Linked DNA regions of Mus musculus: regions 2 and 3 are each linked to region 1. A link is a contact called in public capture Hi-C and promoter capture Hi-C data. All regions are on one chromosome and are shown on one strand. Each heading gives the region's core, a stretch centred on a gene start, on an enhancer-like site or on the middle of the called end of the contact. The rest is flanking DNA. Distances are from core to core; before and after follow the strand shown.

The links. Promoter capture Hi-C pulls out the DNA fragments that hold promoters and counts their contacts. Capture Hi-C pulls out chosen DNA fragments and counts their contacts.
Region 2: a contact with region 1 is called in a promoter capture Hi-C map of embryonic stem cells, with 7 times the contacts expected there. The contact joins the promoter of Klf17 here to the enhancer-like site in region 1. A contact is called at or near these places in 9 of 39 promoter capture datasets (cranial neural crest, embryonic stem cells, frontonasal cranial neural crest and 4 more), 1 of 15 datasets of contacts at CTCF or cohesin (the NIH/3T3 cell line), 19 of 484 Hi-C or Micro-C datasets (the G1E-ER4 cell line, the HL-1 cell line, cerebellum and 8 more) and 3 of 115 datasets of contacts at active chromatin or transcription factors (embryonic basal ganglia and embryonic stem cells).
Region 3: a capture Hi-C map of embryonic trunk shows a contact between it and region 1, with 3 times the contacts expected there. The contact joins two enhancer-like sites. A contact is called at or near these places in 1 of 15 datasets of contacts at CTCF or cohesin (stem cell-derived epiblast-like cells), 3 of 484 Hi-C or Micro-C datasets (embryonic stem cells, gonadal supporting cells and muscle stem cells), 18 of 115 datasets of contacts at active chromatin or transcription factors (VIP interneurons, acute myeloid leukemia, embryonic basal ganglia and 10 more) and 2 of 9 other capture datasets (embryonic tail and embryonic trunk).

What each region holds. Positions count from the first base shown.
Region 1 is chr4:117,328,793-117,331,994 of GRCm38.p6, forward strand. All of the region lies in intron 2 of Rnf220 (ring finger protein 220), which reads right to left. Among named protein-coding and RNA genes, the nearest start is that of Gm40231, 11 kb to the left of the region's middle. Within about 2 kb of position 1,504, at least 35 of the 459 cell types and tissues checked have an H3K27ac peak or open chromatin away from gene starts, as enhancers often do. A contact at or near this core is called in embryonic stem cells and muscle stem cells, where this site is marked.
Region 2 is chr4:117,764,017-117,767,218 of GRCm38.p6, forward strand. Klf17 (Kruppel-like factor 17) reads right to left here and starts at 1,650. Exons shown (of 3, transcript NM_029416.2): 1 at 1,485-1,650. The coding sequence starts at 1,529.
Region 3 is chr4:117,643,867-117,647,068 of GRCm38.p6, forward strand. All of the region lies in intron 7 of Eri3 (exoribonuclease 3), which reads left to right. Among named protein-coding and RNA genes, the nearest start is that of Dmap1, 37 kb to the right of the region's middle. Within about 2 kb of position 1,440, at least 54 of the 459 cell types and tissues checked have an H3K27ac peak or open chromatin away from gene starts, as enhancers often do. A contact at or near this core is called in muscle stem cells, where this site is marked.

The DNA of each region.
Region 1 (3,202 bases), core at 254-2,753:
TAGAGGCAAAGACGGAGAGTAGAAGGCAAAGATGGAGAGTAGAAGGAGCCAGCCTTTACCTAGCTTCTCCCTGTCCAGCAGGGCATGGGCTTTGCATCCGATCGCAGGCTTCCTGCGGGTGACTGCCTGGGAGTCTGTCCCTTCCAACACGCTGAGAGGGTGAGCTGCTGTATCATGGACCTGTGAATCCTAGCCTGTGGTGCCCGCTCTCCCACACTACAGAAAATGCACTGTCTAAAAGCCACAGCTGTGCCAGCACTTCTGTCACACACAGGGGCTGCAGCAGGCGGAGTCCATCTTTGGCAGTACTATTTTCTCCTCATTTGTACCAAGACCCACAGCCTACACACCTTCTTGTAGTCTTAAGCCAGGGGGATGATGGCACTCATTTCTCTGCCCTGTACCCTCCAGACCAGGCATGCCAAGTACCGAGGTTTTGGATCTACCTATTCCCAGAGAGATGTTTGCTAGGTGGTTCCTGGCCTAGATATTGTTTATTAATGTGTGTTCAATTTAGCTATTAGAAAAGACTAAATACAAAACATTGAGAGTTTTGCGTTTCTAAGCCTTTTTCTTTCTCTTTTCCTTCCTTCCTTCCTTCCTTCCTTCCTTCCTTCCTTCCTTCCTTCCTTTCTCTCTCTCTCTCTCTCTCTCTCTCTCTCTCTCTCTCTCTCTCTCTCTTTCTTTCTTTCTTTCTCTCTTTCCATGAAGGACAGAGGTTTGAGGCCTCAGGCAGCCGAAGCTGGCCTCAAACTTGCTGCGTAGCTACAGGTGACCTTCAATGACCTTCCTGCCTCTACAGTACACTGCTGGGGTTACAAGTGCATCACCATCCTGGCTTCTCTCTCTCTCTCTCTCTCTCTCTCTCTCTCTCTCTCTCTCTCTCCTTATGCTGTGCTGGGAACTCGGGGCTCGTGTCATACAGCTAAGCACTTTACCAACTGAGCCACATCACCGCCCGGAGACAATAATTATTATGACCTAGGATCTTGTGTTGTTGTATGAGACAGGTTAAAGCGTATGCTGTTCGGCTTTGGAGGTGGACAGTCCCACTGTCCTCATTTCACAGAGGACAACACTGAGGCTCAGAGAAGCCTGCTGACTTGCCTGTCAGTGCCATTGCAGAAGTGGAAGGCCTGGGATTCTTGTGAGTGCCCCCTACACTGAACCACTTTACAGCTCCCTGGGGAGGGGCAGGCTGGAAAGTGCAAGTCTTATTTGAGTAATAGCTAAGGTCTCTCTTCTGACCAACAGGCCTTCAGCCTGGGCCACCCAGGGGGACAAGGGGAATTGGGAAGAGCAGAAGTTATACCCAAGCCAGGTGCTCCTCAGGGAAAGCAGCCTTGTCCAGGGAAGCTGGGAACATTCTGTGGGGAGGAGGGAGGTTGTGGGCACAGGAAAGCCATGAGAGGGTTGGTGGGAAGGTAGATCAGAGTGGTACTGGAGACCACAGGGCCTGAGAGTGGGCAGGCCACTAGTACTGCAGTGATCCCCTTGGTGGGGGGTGGGGATTGGCCATCTGCCACACTCCTCACACCTGGGCTGGAGCCCTGCTCATAGCCAGCCCTGGCTCCAGCCACCTCTGCCCCCTGGCCTAGCGGCAGGCCCAGCTGGCTCACCTTCTCAATCAATACTGCGCTCTTAATGGGCCCAGCCACCAGCACCAACCAGGGGCATTAAATGTTAATTATATCTATTTGGATTTGAAAAATTTTATTACTCGAGTTAATTATGGCTGGAGTCATAAAAAGGTTTCAGAGCAAAAGGGCTGCCTTATTGGGGCCACTTTCCCTAAGACAGATTGGAAAGGCAAAGAAGAAATAAAAGCATCAGGCTCAGAGGGCAGCCGCCCCACATCTGCCCGATCACGGGCTCCGGATCTCATCCTCATCCCCCCACCCCACCCAAGAGAAAGGCATGAACCCCCACCCCAGCCTCGCCACCACCCCAGCTGTGTTGGCACCTAGAATACATGTGAGGCCTGTCTCAGAATGGAAGGCCTCTTAGCCAAGTTCCTGAAGTAAGGATTCCAAGATTAGCCCAGGACGCTACTTCAAGTGGTCCAAATGCGGAGGAATACTCCCTCTCAGCTCCACCCAGCTCGCCTGATTGCTTCCTGCCAGCCCCTCTCTTGATTCATGGGCCTGACCTTGAGCTATAAAGTGCTCACTCTAGCGGGCATAGAGGCAGGATTTACAGCCTTGGGGTCAGCTGTAGGCAATGACACACACAATAGCTGACTCACAGGGTGCCCCATTCCCAGCCCACACATAACTCTTGCCCATACAGTATACACACACACACACACACACACACACACACACACACACACGCAAAATCTTGACAGAGACAGAAATGCACACTCATGCCCAGGAGCTATCGGACTAGCATCTAGTAAGGAGAGAGCCATTTGCAGAGCAAATGTGGGGCCTTGATGCTTTACAGGCAGTTTGTCTAATCCTCAGTGCCTGCCGAGCCTGTGAGGTCAGGCAAGTCAGCAGCGCTTGTTTTATAGAAGAGGGAGTGAATGAGGGCCTGGGCCGTTTGTTATCCCAACATCTGTGACTACAAGAGCACCAGCTCCCTGAGAACTGTGTGGCCTCTTCTAGAGCCACTCCCGTGCTCCCCACGGTGACCCTGGCCATTCTTTTCCTCTTGAGGATTTTCTTCTTCTCTCTTCAAAGTTGTGTGCAACCTTTCTCTTAAAATGCCCTCCGCCCCCGCCCCCAATTTCGCTGCTCTCTTTCCTCCTTGACTCTTGCCATCTACTCTTGGGGACAAAGGTCCTCTCTTGGGCACCTGTCCTCTCACCTCCCTTTTGCTTTCCAGGACAGAGCTTTCCCTGTGGCTGTTCTCCTTCCCATGGGTCTCCCTCAGCAGCCCAGGAGACTGTGGTCATTCTGCCTGTGTCTGTGGCTCCTACCGGGTCACTTTACACCACAGACAGTCCTGGAATTAGAGAGCTTTAAGGTCAGTATCAGCTTTCCTGACACCAAGACCTCTCCCATGTCTTGGTTCCTCTGACTTAAGGCAGTGGTCTCTGCTTTCAGAGAACTTCTGAACCCTTTTGGCTTCAACTTTTCTTTCTCTCTGCACAATCCCTACACTTGTCTCCAGGTAAGCATCTCTCCTCCGCTCCTATCCTGATTTGTCCAATGCCCAATGGACACAGTCATTTGCCTTTGCTACTCTCCCCTCAAAT
Region 2 (3,202 bases), core at 400-2,899, 440 kb after region 1:
GAGAGCAGGAATCGGAGGTGGTATGAGGGGCATATGGGATGAATGTGCTCAATATGCATCATACATGTGTAAAACACGCCATTGCACGGCGAACAGCCAAGATAGATCAGAGTAGACTTGTGCCTGACTTGGAGTAAGACTTTCGGGGAGGCCGGGTGTCAGGGTGCAGGCGTTTAGTCTCAGCACTCATGAGGCAGAGCCGCATGTGTTCTGTGAGTTAAGAGGCTAGCCTAGTCTACATAATGAATTCCAGGATAGCCAGCCTTTGTAGAGACTGTCTTAACAAAGTTTTTGGAGGATTACTTCCAGGGCTCCTGGCCTCTTCCCACCAGGAGTGGCCCTCTATTTCCCAAATACTTCCCACCAGTCCTCGTTCCGGTTCCAAAATAACTCCCCATGTTTAGATTCTCCTTCTGCATGTTAGGGCTCACTATTTAAACCCTCACCTGGATTGTCACAATAGCTTTCTAGCCTTCAAGTGAGCCTCCCTATTTAAGAGCACATTTGGAGACGGGGTTGGGTTAGAGGCTTTAATATTTGTTATTAAAAACAGTTGTGGTGCCAGGCAGTGGTGGCACACGCCTTTAATCCCAGCACTTGGAAGGCAGAGGCAAGCCAGTCTCTGAGCTTGAGGCTAGTCTGGTCTACATAGCCCAGAACAAGAGGACTACCTAGAGACCTGGTCTCAAAATAAGAAAATAATTAAATTTAAAAAAATAGCATGGTGACTCACACTTTTAATCCCAACACTGGAAGCAGAGGCAGGTAGACCTGAGTTTGAGGCCAGCCTGGTCTACAGAGAAAGTTCCAAGACAGCAAGGGCTACAAAGAAAAAACATCTTTCAACCTCCCCCCTACCCGGACTCCCCAAAACTACCAGTGGAGTCTGGCAAAGGATTCAAATAAATAAATTTCCTCCTCAACGGCAGTACACAAATCTGTCCCTACAATCGCTCTCAGATCCCTGGTCTACCGAGAGTTCTAGGGCAGCCAGGGCTACACAGAGACACGACAGGGTTTCTCTGTGTAGCCCTGGCTGTCCTGGAACTCACTCTGTGGACCAGGCTGGCCTCGAACTCAGAAATCCGCCTGCCTCTGTCTCCCAAGTGCTGGGATTAAAGGCGTGCGCCACCACTGCCCAGCAACACCATCTTTAAACTCCCCTCCTCCTCCCGAAAAAGAAAAAAAAAAAAAAAGTAACCCAAGAACTATTAGTTGAGTTTGGCAAAGGGCTCCAATTAGTAAATTTTCCCTCCCCACCCCTCACATGGTGGTATACAGACTCCTCTCTATAAAGTTCAGGTGAGTCCTTCCCCCCCAACACAGACTCTAACGCTTGCTTTAAAACATACTTGACTAAACAAGCCTCCCTTGGGCTGTGCCCTCTCTCCCTCCCCCCCCCCCCCCACCGCCAGCCTCACCCCATCCACACCCTCCATTCTTCACCAACACCTGCGCCACCCTAGGGTGGACCAAAGACTCACCATGGGAGGCTGGTGCATAGCCTGTTCCTTATTGTCCTGCTCCATGCCGGCTGAGACCCAAGTTGAGAACAAACGGGAGGCTGCCCGGCCCTTACACCGTCACAGGCGTGGGTCCCAACACTACTACGCCATAATCCCACAATGGCTGCGTGGAGTTTTTATTTGCCTCTGAGCACTGGGCGGAGTCAAGGCCACACCCACCCACCCAGTCCCCTCCCAACTCAGCATCCATGCAATCCCAGAACTCTGTAGGCCTTATGCCTGCAGGGTCCGGGAAACCACTGAACGTTAGCACTTTTCCCCCCAGTTTTTATTGGTTATTATTTTATTTTTTGACATTTCAAATGTTATTCCCCCTTCCCAGTTTCCCCTCCACAAACCCCCTATCCCCTACCCCACTCCGCCCTTCTCTACCTAGACCCTCTAACCTACAGTTTTGAGCAACTGCTTGACAGAAAGGAGTGTTGGGGAAACCGCGATCTGAGACTTCAGTCAAGCCAGTCTCTCTGATCTCAGTGGAGAAACAGAAGAAAGGCTTGATAACACAGGAAGGGTGCACAGCCTCTGTAGACAAAAGAGACACCATAATCCCTCCAGACCAACACAGTAGGTTTTCATAGGGCTAAGGAGGAGCGCCTCTGTCCTTCCTCCATGCAAAGTGACGCCCAGATGCCCACACCGTACAATTTAGGCATCCCACAGTATTAACCATACCCGGTGTGGGGGCGCTGATTCTCTGTAACTCCAGTTCTAGGAAATTGAACACCCTCCTCTGATTGCCTTGGGTACCATGCAGGTGAACATGCATGCCTGTAGGCAAAGCACTCACACTATAAAAATAAATGTTAAAAAAAAATGATTTATTTTGGAGAGAAATAAGGCAAGCAGACAGGTCTCTGAATTCAAGACCATCCCGATCTATATATTGAGTTCCTGAATGGGCAGACTCCATCTCAAATTTAAAATTAAGTTAGTAATATAATATACCTTTGAATCTGGGCATAGGTGGCACACATTTGTAATCCCAGGGTAAAGACAGTAGGATGCTGAGTACAGGAACAGTCTGGGCAGTGAGGACAGCAAGACTTGGTCCTGCAAAAACAACCAGCCAAAAAAACAAGCAAACCACTAGCAAAATAAAAGTGTGTGTGTGTGTGTGTGTGTGTGTGTGTGTGTGTGTGTGTGTGTGTGTATGAATGACTGTCCTTGGTCAGTGTGTGACATTTTTGTGTGTGGGGGGGGGGGTTGTTTTTGGTTTTGGTTTTGGTTTTTCGAGACAGGGTTTCTCTGTATAGCTCTGGCTGTCCTGGAACTCACTTTGTAGACCAGGCTAGCCTCGAACTCAGAAATCTGCCTGCCTCTGCCTCCCAAGTGCTGGGATTAAAGGCTTGCACCACCACGCCCAGCTCAGTGTATGACATTCTAAGATAACAGGTGATGAGCAGAAGTTAGTGCTTTACTGAGTTGATGGGGGAAGAGAACTGGGGGACAGAGAGGGGCACTTCCCTGAGTCCCTGGGCGGTGGCTGGTGGGTGCCCTTTCCGTTTGCAGAGAACACTTACAGAGAGTCACTCTGTAGGGATGGATTCATTATAGGCAGGATATTCTGAGGCATCTGATTGGGAAGCAAATCTGGATGGGATGAAGGTATCAGACTTGAAGCTGTGAGGATGAAGAGGAGAGGGCTCAGGTCACACACCTGGGCCAGGCTTGGCCTG
Region 3 (3,202 bases), core at 190-2,689, 320 kb after region 1:
GCTGTGCGGAGATGGAAGGAGGCAGATATGGCTCATTTTATAGAAGGTCATTACTGAGACCCAGGAGTCAATAAGTTGAGGGGCAAATTTTCTATACTGTGTTATTCTGTACGTACTGAAGTTGCCCACAGTGATGATCATTTGGAATAAAGTTCCATAGGGAGAGAAATAGTCCAAAAGCTATAGGAGAGAGGAATTTGAAGATACCTACAGGGTATATGCAGAAAAGAGGAGGTACTGGACTGCAATTATCACCCACTTCTGATCATTCCCAAATTAAATGATCCCAACAAATTCTGGAAAGTTCAGTTATATATAAAAGCCCTGGCTCTCCTGTGGATACTATCTAGCAGGATCTAGCACACTGTGTGGCTGTAGCAGCAAGGGCTGGCTGGCTGGCAGTGCCCATCTTATCCAATATCATGGGTTCTCTTTGTAACCTCTCTAAGGGCTATTTTGAAGATACTGTGGCCATCTTTGAAAAATACAGTTGGTGTAAGACTGAACCTGTAAAGGAGAGAGTAGTGTTCTTAAAGGTAGCACATGTCTTGGAAGATGACACCACAGGCACACACACAGCAAGTGTCATTGTCTCCTTCTCCTTCTCTTCTTCTGCCTCCTCCTCCTCTTCCTCTGCCTCCTCCTCCTCTGCCTCCGCCTCCTTCTCCTCTTTCTCCTCCTCTTCCTCTTCTTCTTTTGTAGTACGGATAACTGTGGAAACACATAGTAACTCACTCAAGGTTATAGTGCTAACTTGCAGACCCAGAGTCAAGTGCAGATTTGTCTTGACACCTGAGCTCTGAATGCACTGCTTTTCTGCAGGGCATGGTCTACTGGGTAAGAAAAAGCTTACCAGTCTTGGGCGTGTATGCAGGGTGACAAGTCATCCAGAGGTTTTAGTTAAAGACCTGCTCCTCTCCTTGTCAGCAGGTGACTGGATGCGTTGGTACATGGTATTCTGGAAGTTACTAAGTAGTCTACTTTTGTCTGCAGTATGAGCTAGGTTCTAGCCTTTTACCCAACCTCTTTCCTGCGCTGTCCACTGGCTGTCAGGTAGTGTGTGGGTGGGCAGGGACACCAGAGCAGCTGCTCATGCCTCCTCTTTCCTCTCTGAAGGATCTGATGCTGCTGCCGTTGAGGGCTACTTCATCTATTAAACCCAATACACTTGTCGCAGCTGCTAAGCCCCCGTAAGCCGCCGGGCGCCGTGTTTGTGATGGGACTGACAGTGCATGGAGGAGGCTGATTATACACGATTCCATTTCGCGGGCCCAGCAATGTAATTTCACAGGGCGATCAGCGTTTGCATGTAATAGCAGGCTGTGCTGAGGTGTCAGAATATTAAAGGCGCTAATGGCAAAGCTCCCTGTTACACAGGGGGCCACCCGCCGCGCCTACAGCAGGGCTGTGCAGCAGCCCCGTCCGTCGCAGATGGCTGGCCACTAAGCTAATGGGGCAGCAGCCAAGGCGGGCAGAGCCACAAGAGGGGAAAGCCAGCCGGGAGCAGCTCGGCACCTGCTTCCCTGTGCATGGAAATTACAGCAGCCCAGGGGAAGGGAAGTGTGCGTGCCTGCCTGACAGGGTAGGGTGGGTTGGTTCAGTAGATAGAACAGCTTTCAATCCAACTCCACCTGTCCTCCTGGCTCAGCATCTGAGTGCCTGGTATGGACAGAACTTAAAAGCTTCTGTCCGCAGAAGTCATCTTCCTCTCCTTGGAAACCATCCTTCCACGGCTCCACCCTCTCCCCTGCCTGGGAACCCTGAGGGTTAGGCGCTAACTGCACAGCTGTGCAGACAGGTCATCACGGCTGAGAGGTGCCGTGGGGAAGCCTTAGCCAGACAACTTGAAGTAGCTCAGGTACAGGGCTTGGAGAGAGCTCTCAGAGCAGATGCCTGCCCCACACTGATGGAGATTAGGAAGCTTCTTGCCCCTGATCCTTCTTTACAAGTTGAAAGGAAGGGAGCAAGAAGAAGCCTCTCCCCACTCCTTCCATTCTCCTTTGTCCTGACTGCATTTTCTGCCAGCACTGAAGTGCTTCCTGGTGTCTGTGCTCAGGCTTTCCAGTAACACTCCTGCAGCCCACACAGGCTCAGCCCTCTGCTCTGATTGATTGCCAGCTGTCAGCCTTGTCTTTCCAACCAGAGTCCTTGCAACATAACTTGTATACCTTGCCCTGAGCAGGACTCTGCTAAGGCTGTTTACAGATGCAGTCTCTCTAGGAGGATGACAGGATGGCAATCACTGGAGGGAGTGGCTAAGGCATGTGTGGGTGAGCGTGTACACAGTGGAGCTACTTCCTGATGTCATATTTCTGGGGATGGTAGGCTTCCAAAGGGAATAGCAAGGTGTGGGTCCAGAGTACACGGTGACAGAAACATAAGTTGTATTGCTCTAAGAGCTTCAGTGTCTCTGCATTGTCTGTGACTGTGACTGCAGCTGTGCCTGTTAGGTTCCCAAATGACAACGGTTTTTTGGGGGTGCAGAGGGCGGTTATTTGAGGTACTGAAGCTAGGCTGCTTCTGTTAGGCCGGTGGCCATGTCATAGGGTAAGCTCTGGGAGAGATATGCCAGTGTTCTCAGCAGGGGCAGCAGGGGGGTCCCAGGCTGAAGGAGAGCAGTTTTAATTAACCGTCTTTAATATCATTTTGGACTTTGGCTGGTATGTGAAGGCCCCGCTGGAAGCAGCATTTGTAAAAATTAAATCCCTCTTATTAGGAGCTTGGCAGACCCATGTGCACATGCCACCCCCTCCTCCTGGCTCATACCCCCTGAGGAAGTGCTGGATGAGGCCGTGTCTCAGCAGCAATTGGTTATCGTGCCTTATCTAGGAATATGAAACTGTGCAGCATGACACCACAGCCTCAGTAGAGACGCCAATTCATCTCACCCTTGCTCTGACAAGCTACACTGACTGCCCTTCCTGAAAGGCATCCGTCAGGTGGGGCCACGCTGCACCTTGCCAGCTACTTCTCTCCCACCCGGGGCACTAGCTTGCCTTGGTCCAGCCTGGCCCTCCTGGTCTTTGCTGCCCTTCATCCCCTTCTACACATCCTAGCCTGTGAAGATCTTGGGGAGCCATAATTACAATAATAACCTAATCATGGTGACGTACGGGGCAAGCATCTAATGCTATCTGAAGTGGTCTTCCCACTTAGCTGCGATAAGGCTCACGATGACGTGCAGATAACGCTGAGATGCCCT